Regions from separate parts of the Oryzias latipes genome. Here region 1 is linked to region 2. The links are chromatin contacts, called in public Hi-C maps. All regions are on one chromosome and are shown on one strand. Each heading gives the region's core, a stretch centred on a gene start, on an enhancer-like site or on the middle of the called end of the contact. The rest is flanking DNA. Distances are from core to core; before and after follow the strand shown. Region 1 holds the start of prkaa2 (5'-AMP-activated protein kinase catalytic subunit alpha-2). Region 2 holds the start of bloc1s2 (biogenesis of lysosome-related organelles complex 1 subunit 2).

Region 1 (4,183 bases), core at 708-3,207, 170 kb after region 2:
CCCCCCCCATCTCTATGTATGGGCAGCTCAGCCTGCAAGGCATTGGAGGTTAAAGGTCAGATGAGTGAGGTTATTGGGGCACATGAAGGGGCGTCTTGCTATTTTAGGGGCAGTAAAGGGGCAGGTTCCAACACTTGAAAACATTAGTGCTGAAGGCGTGCTGGCAGGCTGCAGGCAGCGCCGCACTGCTGTGACACTCCATCCGTGAGTGGAACATCTTATTTCAGGATGCCGTCTCAGCTGAGAAAACAGTCCAGTCCCGTCTCCTCTTCACACGGCGAACATGCAGCAGTTGAAATGCTTTTCAGAACAATCAGAAGAATGAATAAACGGATGAACATGGCAGCTGGAACCTGGGTGGGGACTGGACTCGTCTGCATGGGTCGGATGATAACAGGATGCTGCAGCTCCAGTTCTTGAGCTGTCAGAGATGCTGGCCAAACGCTCAGCGTGATAAGGCTTTTATTTGTCAGCCATTATAAACGGTCTCTTATCTGCTGTTTCCAGAGGAAAGTGGGCCAGAAGTTAGACTTTCAGACTGCAGCAGCCAGGAGGAAAGAGGACGCTAGGGACAACTTACCCAGCAGGAGGCAGAAGATGTCAAGCGCCACCAGAAACTTCTTCTTACTGTTCCCAACACCGCTGCTGTTTAACGTCGAGGTTCCACCGTTCCTTGTCTCTTGGGCCATTGCTTTCTCATACATGTACTGTTGCATCGGAAAACTCTCAGTCCGTTCTCAGCTCAGAGTCCCACAGCGCGCAGGAGGAGAAACAGTCCTTCAGTCGATCTGGACGGACCCACAACAACAAGTCACATGCGGCCGAACGGCACGGAAACTTTGGACTGAGAAAGAATTGGCGCTGCGCATCAAGTGTCCTTCTCGTTATATCAACCCGTCTTCTCCTCCTCCCCCTTCCTCCCTGTAGGTTCTCGCTGCAGCCTCGGCCCTCCTCCTCCCTCCGCTAGCGGTGGGTAATCGCCCCCATCCCATAGTTCCGACACTGTCTGCGAAGAAAGGGGGGGCAACATACCCCCCTGTGGCCATGCGCGGTACTACAGGCGCACTGCTGAGAGCTGCGCGCTCCGGAGCGCTCCTATAGCAGTTCACAGTCACCCCAGTTCACCGGGACGCACGCACAACAGGGTCAGAGTGCGTGTGAGCGTGCGTGTGGGTTAAAAAGCAAAATAAATCTTCATTCAGTCGAAGCTATTTGCTTTGCTGCAGTTTCTTTTCTCCCGTTGTATCTTTTAAATACACTATGGTGTGGATAAAAACTCCAAATTTGATAACTAATTATGACATTTAATTAGGTACCATACATTCTTATACTGGTGTTTTAGTGGATACGACTCGCGCAAGTCATCTTATTTATTTATATAAATGTAACTTTCATGGCTAAAACAGTCCAGCAAATATCGAGTATATACTGCCATCTTCTGGCCAAATAGGAGAACTTCACTCTCTTTGGGCAGGAGTGAAAAGGGAGTTTTTAATTAGTTTAAGTGCGAAATTTCACAGTTTCACTCAGTTAGTTAAAAACATAATTAGGCCAACAAATAACAAAATTAGTTTTCGGAATCTTCTTTCACCATTTCATCCAAAGTAACATATTTGAAAGCATATATAAAGTTTTTTCATCTAAATGTAAATAAATACATAGTTATACAAGCCATGCGATGGGACAGACGGTGTAATTGGATTTTAGAAGAGCATAACAGCAGGGGGAATGTCTGGAACAGACGTTTGACCTTGAACGCAGCACTGGTTGAGCCTTTCACTCCACTATAAATGAGCCACATGTAGTTCAAATCTGTGGTTTGTTCCTAAACAAATGTAGAATTACTTCAACAGATATCAATGAGAAAGAAAGGACTTCAGGATGTGTCATTTGACTTGAAGCAGTAAAAGAAAGCGCAAAGCGCCTTAAGGCTGCATTTAGGTTCCTATTTTTAAAAAGATCAGCACGCGCTAGTCCAAACACTTCCACAGTGACGTAAATGAAGGTCTTTTGCGCTGGTTTTCCTCGTATCTTGGAGTGCCTGAGCTGAGCTCGTGCAGCTTTGTGCCTTCACCACAAGCAAAGCCGTTTTTCACGGAGGGTTAGGGGTTCGCTTCCTGAGAGGAACAACCCGTGGAAGCTCCGCGTGATGCTCGTTTCTTTTTTTCGGACAGCTGGCACCTGACCTCCACCAGACAAGCCGCCTCTCGCGGTCCTCCCGCCCCTCCGCGCGCGCACCGAGCAGCGCGGCCGTCGGTAACGGGAAGATGGCAGAGCGGCAACAGCAGAAGCACGAAGGCAGGGTCAAGATCGGACACTACATCCTCGGCGACACGCTGGGAGTGGGGACGTTTGGCAAAGTGAAGAGTTAAGTGGTGTGTTTGTGTCTGTCTGTGCGTGCGTGCGTGCGTGGCGGGGCTCGGTTCGGAGCGGTTCGCCCTCTGAGTGGACCGCGTGAACTTGACTCGGAGAAGTTAGCGTAGCCGCTCGGTGCTGCGCAGCTAACGGTCGACGTCAGGGGCGTAACTTTGATCTGGGAATGGGGCCGCTTCAAAGTCAAACATGCGCCGCGTGCGCAGCCCCGCGCGCCGCCGGAGCAGGTACCGAGCAGCTGGATGGGGTCATTTCTGAAGCCGTTCCGGCCCAATAATAGGGGGGTTGCCCGTCTGTGATAAAACACCCCCCCCTTCCCCCGCCCAGATCGGCGGCTAGGGTTCTCCTGGTTCGGTGTCCGGAGCGCCCAGGTCAACCCAACAGAACCGCTACCGTACAGAGCTTTCACGGCCAACCCGCGTTTGCTTTGGTTCTGGTGGTCTCACCGTCAAAAGAAAGGTGGACTTGAAGCATTTTTCCCATGAGTCCCATCCCCTCCTTCTCTCTGGGGGGTCATGTGAAAGGAGAGCCCACCTCAGATCTGGATTCACGTGGCTGTCTGGGCTTTGAAACAGGCAGAGAGAAAGTTACAGGTCGTTGGACCATCAGGACAAGCAGAACTGATCCTAACAAGGTTTTTATCCTTCCAGCTCCCTTTGCTCTGTGGTCTAAAAGGCCTGTCTGTCCCCTCATGTCTGCTGCAGTTGGAGAGCATCAGCTGACTGGACATAAAGTGGCCGTGAAGATCCTGAACAGACAGAGGATCCGAAGCCTCGATGTTGTGGGAAAGATCAAACGGGAGATCCAGAACCTCAAACTCTTCAGACACCCGCACATCATCAAGCTGTAAGTGGTCCCTCTAAGACTTCAAGCGGCTGCTGGAATGAAGGCCTGCTCGGCTTCAGCTCTTGGCGTTTTTGTCTCTGTTGGACACCGCGGCGGCTGCTCTTTGAAGAGCTCGCTCACACACTTCACAAGCTGGACCACACACTCAGTGCCCTCCTGTTTACACGCTGCCTTCAATCCTCCTCCATGCCTCTTGTATTTTTCTGGAAGAATGTTGTCCTACTTTTCATTGTGAAGCGTTGTGAGCGGGGATCTTTAGGCCACACCCGATCGTCTGAAGGCTCAGGTGACCCGTGCAGCACCTGCAGAAACATTCCCCACATTTTTAGTGTTGTAGTGCTCTGTGTGGGGCTCAGATTGAGTTGTGTTGTACACATTCTCCGACCCTTGTGTGTGATTCAGGAAGACTAAATAACATTGAGCGACAACAACAATGAGGCCTCTGCTTTTGTTCCAGATACCAGGTAATCAGTACTCCAACAGATTTCTTCATGGTGATGGAGTACGTGTCTGGAGGGGAGCTGTTTGACTACATCTGCAAAAATGGGCGGGTGAGGCTTTTCCATCCTCCGTCTGTGTTCATCTGCTGTTCAAGTGATGTCCTAGCTGCCATTTGACCCTGGACTTCAGAGATCCGTCATCCTAATTCATAACTAGAAGGATCTGCATTTCCAGAAGAAAATGGGGTTGAATGCTATATTGCTGAATGAAAATGAAACTTAAAGGGTAATAATTGGCAAAAAAAAATAAAAGAAAGAAATGATCAAAGTAGACCATAATTAAAGGGAAAACAGCACAATAGCAAAAAAGATGACTTGTGAAAAACGCCAGCGAGATTCTGCACCAAGGATTCCCCATGTATTTCAATGGAGGCAAAAATCCTGGAATATCTTGAAAAGTTCAAGGATTTAAAGGACTAAAAGTCATAGCTGGAAAAAGCTGAAAGGCCTGAATAGTTCAATGA
Region 2 (4,441 bases), core at 1,321-3,820:
CTTTTTGGAAAGATTCGTCTGATTCTGTGTCCAGGACCTATAAGAAAAATAAATGGTTTATCCTAGGAAAAACAAACAAAATAACATCAATTAGCCATAAAAAAAATAAAGATATAGGGAAAAAATCAATCAATAATTAACAGCATTTCATCAAAACATCAAAACAAAGCTCTTCCCCAAAACAATATTTTATCGAAGCATTCCGTTTAATTTCAAACCAACAATTACAACCATCATTTTTTAGAAAAAAAATATTACGTTTACATTTGTATGGATTATATTTGTGCCAGATCTTTGAATCCACTTGTGGATTAAAAGTGGCCGGGATAGGCTCCAGCAGCCCCGTGACCCCGAAAGGAACAAAACGGAATAGAAAATGAATGAATGAATGAATCTTTTAATCCTTAAAAAGTACCAGGATTTCGACTTTTTGGGACCAGCAGGTACTTCCTGTTTGAACCGCGGTCGAGTGAGCCGACATCTGCGGAAGTGCGGTCTCGCTAGCCGTCACTGACTTTTGCATGCGGGTTTACATCATAGTTTACGGTACACACCTCCAGCGAGCTGAAAAGACGGTATAAAGCACTAATATCACCTATGTCACAGTTACCCATTATCAATTAACATGTACTGTGCTCTGAAATCAAAGAGAGCTATTGTAAGCCCTATATTGTTATTTGATCTACAAATGTATTCATTTGGATTGCACGTCTGTTCATTCCATAATAAACTACCAGAAATAATGTGTTTGTCTGAAATATAATCAAACAGACAGATTCTAAAAGTGAGCTTTAACACTGACAAGAGTGTTTTGTGGGTTGTTGAGCATGTCATGGAATGGAATCAAACAGAAATGAAGAAACTCCACGTAAAAAGGGAACATCTGGTCCTGTCAACTCTTTCTAAAGTTGCTTCATTTAAGGTGAGGCAAAACTTTCACTGGATTAATGTTGGTAATGTTGTTCACGATCATCTCAGCAAGTTTGAGGAAAAGTGACTAGGGAAAATGAGAGAAATTGACATTATAGTCCAATTCAGCCTCCCTCATTTATAGTTAGAGTGTACGTGAACCATCCAAAATACCACTTTATCAAAAGGTGACGCAAAACGTTCACTGGATTATTGTTGGTAATGATGTTCATGATCATCAACAGCAAGTTTAAAGAAGATTGACTGGAGAAAAATAGAGATATTAAAGTTATAGTAGACCTGAGCATTCTGCCTTTATAGTTAAAGTATAAAATGTGAACCATCCAAAATACCACTTTTTTCAAAGGTGACGCAAAACTTTCTCTGGATTATTGTTGGTAATGATGTTCACTAACATCACAGCAAGTTTGAAGAAGATTGACTGTGGAAAAGTAGACAAATTAAAGTTATAGTACACCCAAGCATCCTGCATTTATAGTCATAGTATAACATGTGAACCATCCAAAATACCACTTTTTTCAAAAGATGATGTAAAACTTTCACTGGATTATTGTTGGTAATGATGTTCATGATAATCACAGCAAGTTTGAAGAAAATTGACTGGAGAAAATTAGAGAAATTCACATTATAGACCAATTCAGGCCTCCTCATTCATAACATGTTTATTAACCTCCATTTTAGGTATTACATGGTAAGAGTATTTTTTGCAGTCAATTTTCATCAAACTTGCTGTGATGATCATGAACATCATTACCAACAATAATCCATTGAAAGTTTTTCGACACCTTTTGATAAAGTGGCATTTTGAATGGTTCACATATTAAACTCTATCCATGAATGAAGGAGGCTGAATTAGACTATAATGTCAATATCACTAATAATCTCCAGTCAAATTGCTCCAAACTTGCTGAGATGATCATGAACAAAATTACCAACAATAATCCAGTGAAAGTTTTGCCTCACCTTAAATGAAGCAACTTTAGAAAGAGTTGACAGGACCAGATGTTCCCTTTTTACGTGGAGTTTCTTCATTTCTGTTTGATTCCATTCCATGACATGCTCAACAACCCACAAAACACTCTTGTCAGTGTTAAAGCTCACTTTTAGAATCTGTCTGTTTGATTATATTTCAGACAAACACATTATTTCTGGTAGTTTATCATGGAGTGAACAGATGTGCAATCCAAATGAATACATTTGTTCATCAAATAACAATATAGGGCTTGCAATAGCTCTCTTTGATTTCAGAGCACAGTCCATGTTATTTGATAATATGTAACTGTGCCATGGGTGATATTAGCGCTTTATACCGTCTTTTCAGCTCGCTGGGGGTGTGTACCGTAAAGTATGAGGTAAACGCGCATGCAAAAAGTCAGTGACGGCTAGCGAGACCGCACTTCCGCAGATGTCGGCTCACTCGACCGCGGTCTGTTTGAGGGGTATTGCCAAGGACCCACACTGGATGAGGCCCATCACGAACCCTGGTTTCACACCCGCCACTCCTGCACTTCACTAACCGAGCCATCCCGCAGCTAAAACAACTAAATAAAGCTACTGTACGCAAACAGAATTCATTGTATGTTTCCCTCGTTGGGAGCGCTTTACATTGAAAGGGCGCGGGTGTTAGCGTCAGCAGGATGGCGGTCACGTGAAAACTCCTGTCACGTGACACGAGTAGGAACAAAATGGCCGCGACCGGAGACGAAGCTGCAGCAATGGACAGCATTTCCAGGGAACCAGCGAGCCTCCCGGCGGCACTGGACGCTGCCGGCAGCAGCAGCAGCAGCGGGACTCCGGCGGAACACCCAGAGGCCGAAGCGGAAAACCCGGTGATCGCTCCGAAGAAAACCGGCGTCAGCAGTACGTGACTTTCACGTCCATCAGCGTCCGTCTTATGTTTACTGTGCATCCACCGTGTTTTTTTACTTGAGTAATGTATGAAAGAAAGGAGCGGGAATGGGAGAGTGTAACAAATGGCGCTGACTTCAGGTGATGGTGGTGTGGAAACAGCAGAGGAGGCTGTGGAGCCCGCAGAGCCGGACATCAACGAGTTGTGCTCCGATATGTTTGAAAAGATGGCCATCTTCCTCCAGGGAGAGCTAACTGGTACTTTCACCAACATTTATACTCTTTTTACTTCTTACTAGGTGGACTGAGATAAATACTTCTCATTTTAAACGACCTCCAGTGAGCCTTTAGGTCACAAGAGCAACCGAAGTATACTGTCCACATGAAATGACTCCTTTTCTAGATTAGGATTTTGTTTTAGTATTTTACATGCTGTCTGGTTGTTTATAGAATGTTTTTGAGTTGTTGGTAAAAGTCATAAACCAGAAAACCAATGCAGTCAACATGTCTTTATGTGACATTCCTAATCAAACCGGAGTCCAGGTTAAACTTTCATTGAAAGGGGCCGAGTCTCCAGAAAAGAGTGTGTTTATGAGACATTTAAGGTCACAACCATTTTTTTTACTCTGTCTTCTCATCTTCTGACCGTACCTGTCTTTTCAGCCACCTGCGAAGATTACAGTTTGTTGGAGAATATGAATAAGCTTACAAGTCTGAAATACATGGAAATGAAGGACATTAGTATCAACATTAGCCGCAATCTGCAAGATCTCAACAACAAGTGTAAGTAGAAAGTGGAATAAGGAAAGCCTAAATTGTCATCGTGTTTTTCATGAAACATGGTAGATGGTGGACTGCAGTCACAATAACCTGTTTTCTGTCTTGCTTTAAGGCTAAGCAGGGCAGGGACTAAACCTACAATCCTCTGATTGTAGGTTTAGTCCCTTATACACTACTCACAATAAGTTAGGGATATTGTGGAAAAACTCACAATATACAGTGTTCGTTTGACTAAACAGATTTTGGATCTTACTTACTGGCGCCAAAACCAAAAAATCCTAAAAGAACAACTTTTTCAGTGTGGCATCAGTGTCAACATTGTGTGAGTCTGAAAAGCAGATTTTTACCATTAAGTCATTCAAGGTTCATTATTCAAACATCCATGAACTAACAACGCCGCTTAATGGATGAGAAAGCGCCACCTGGCCATAGCGCCGTCAGGTTGGTAGTACACAGTTAGATGTTGCAGGTGAACTTGGTGAGTCTCAAAGTGTCATCAGCAGACTTGCATCAAGACCCAGAACTAGTGGCAGAGTTTGAGACACGGGAGTGATAGACCGGAACCTAAGGATCTCTGACATCAGACATGGTTTAGCAAATGCCACACAGCTACAGGCCCCTTTACCAGATGTGAGGGGTACTAGAGTTTTCAGAAAAACCATGCTCGCACAACATGCTCATTCTTGACTGGTGACAGTCGTTGCCATAAAAATGTTGGCTCAGACCACATGGACCAATCATATCTGGCTCCAACATGGCGACATCTGTACCGCAGGAAAATGGCAACTGTATTGGCTTCATTTCACTGGAGCTGAAAGTAAGGTATTTTCTCTGGGTGACGTCCCACTCGCTCAGTCCCAGTTCTTTATATTCTTTCTATACA

What was found. A called contact is a pair of places that touch in the nucleus more often than the background predicts.
Region 1: a Hi-C map of embryo shows a contact between it and region 2, with 5 times the contacts expected there. The contact joins the promoter of prkaa2 here to the promoter of bloc1s2 in region 2. A contact is called at or near these places in 4 of 5 Hi-C or Micro-C datasets (embryo and fibroblasts).

The regions. Positions count from the first base shown.
Region 1 is chr4:3,530,431-3,534,613 of ASM223467v1, forward strand. prkaa2 (5'-AMP-activated protein kinase catalytic subunit alpha-2) reads left to right here and starts at 1,958. Exons shown (of 10, transcript XM_004067619.4): 1 at 1,958-2,367; 2 at 3,078-3,219; 3 at 3,677-3,770. The coding sequence starts at 2,268. It overlaps plpp3 (phospholipid phosphatase 3), which reads right to left and starts at 1,622. Exons shown (of 7, transcript XM_004067618.3): 1 at 581-1,622. The coding sequence starts at 716.
Region 2 is chr4:3,360,316-3,364,756 of ASM223467v1, forward strand. bloc1s2 (biogenesis of lysosome-related organelles complex 1 subunit 2) reads left to right here and starts at 2,571. Exons shown (of 5, transcript XM_004067616.4): 1 at 2,571-2,790; 2 at 2,920-3,036; 3 at 3,442-3,561. The coding sequence starts at 2,616. LOC105353875 (a long non-coding RNA gene) reads right to left here and starts at 47. Exons shown (of 3, transcript XR_002873143.1): 1 at 1-47.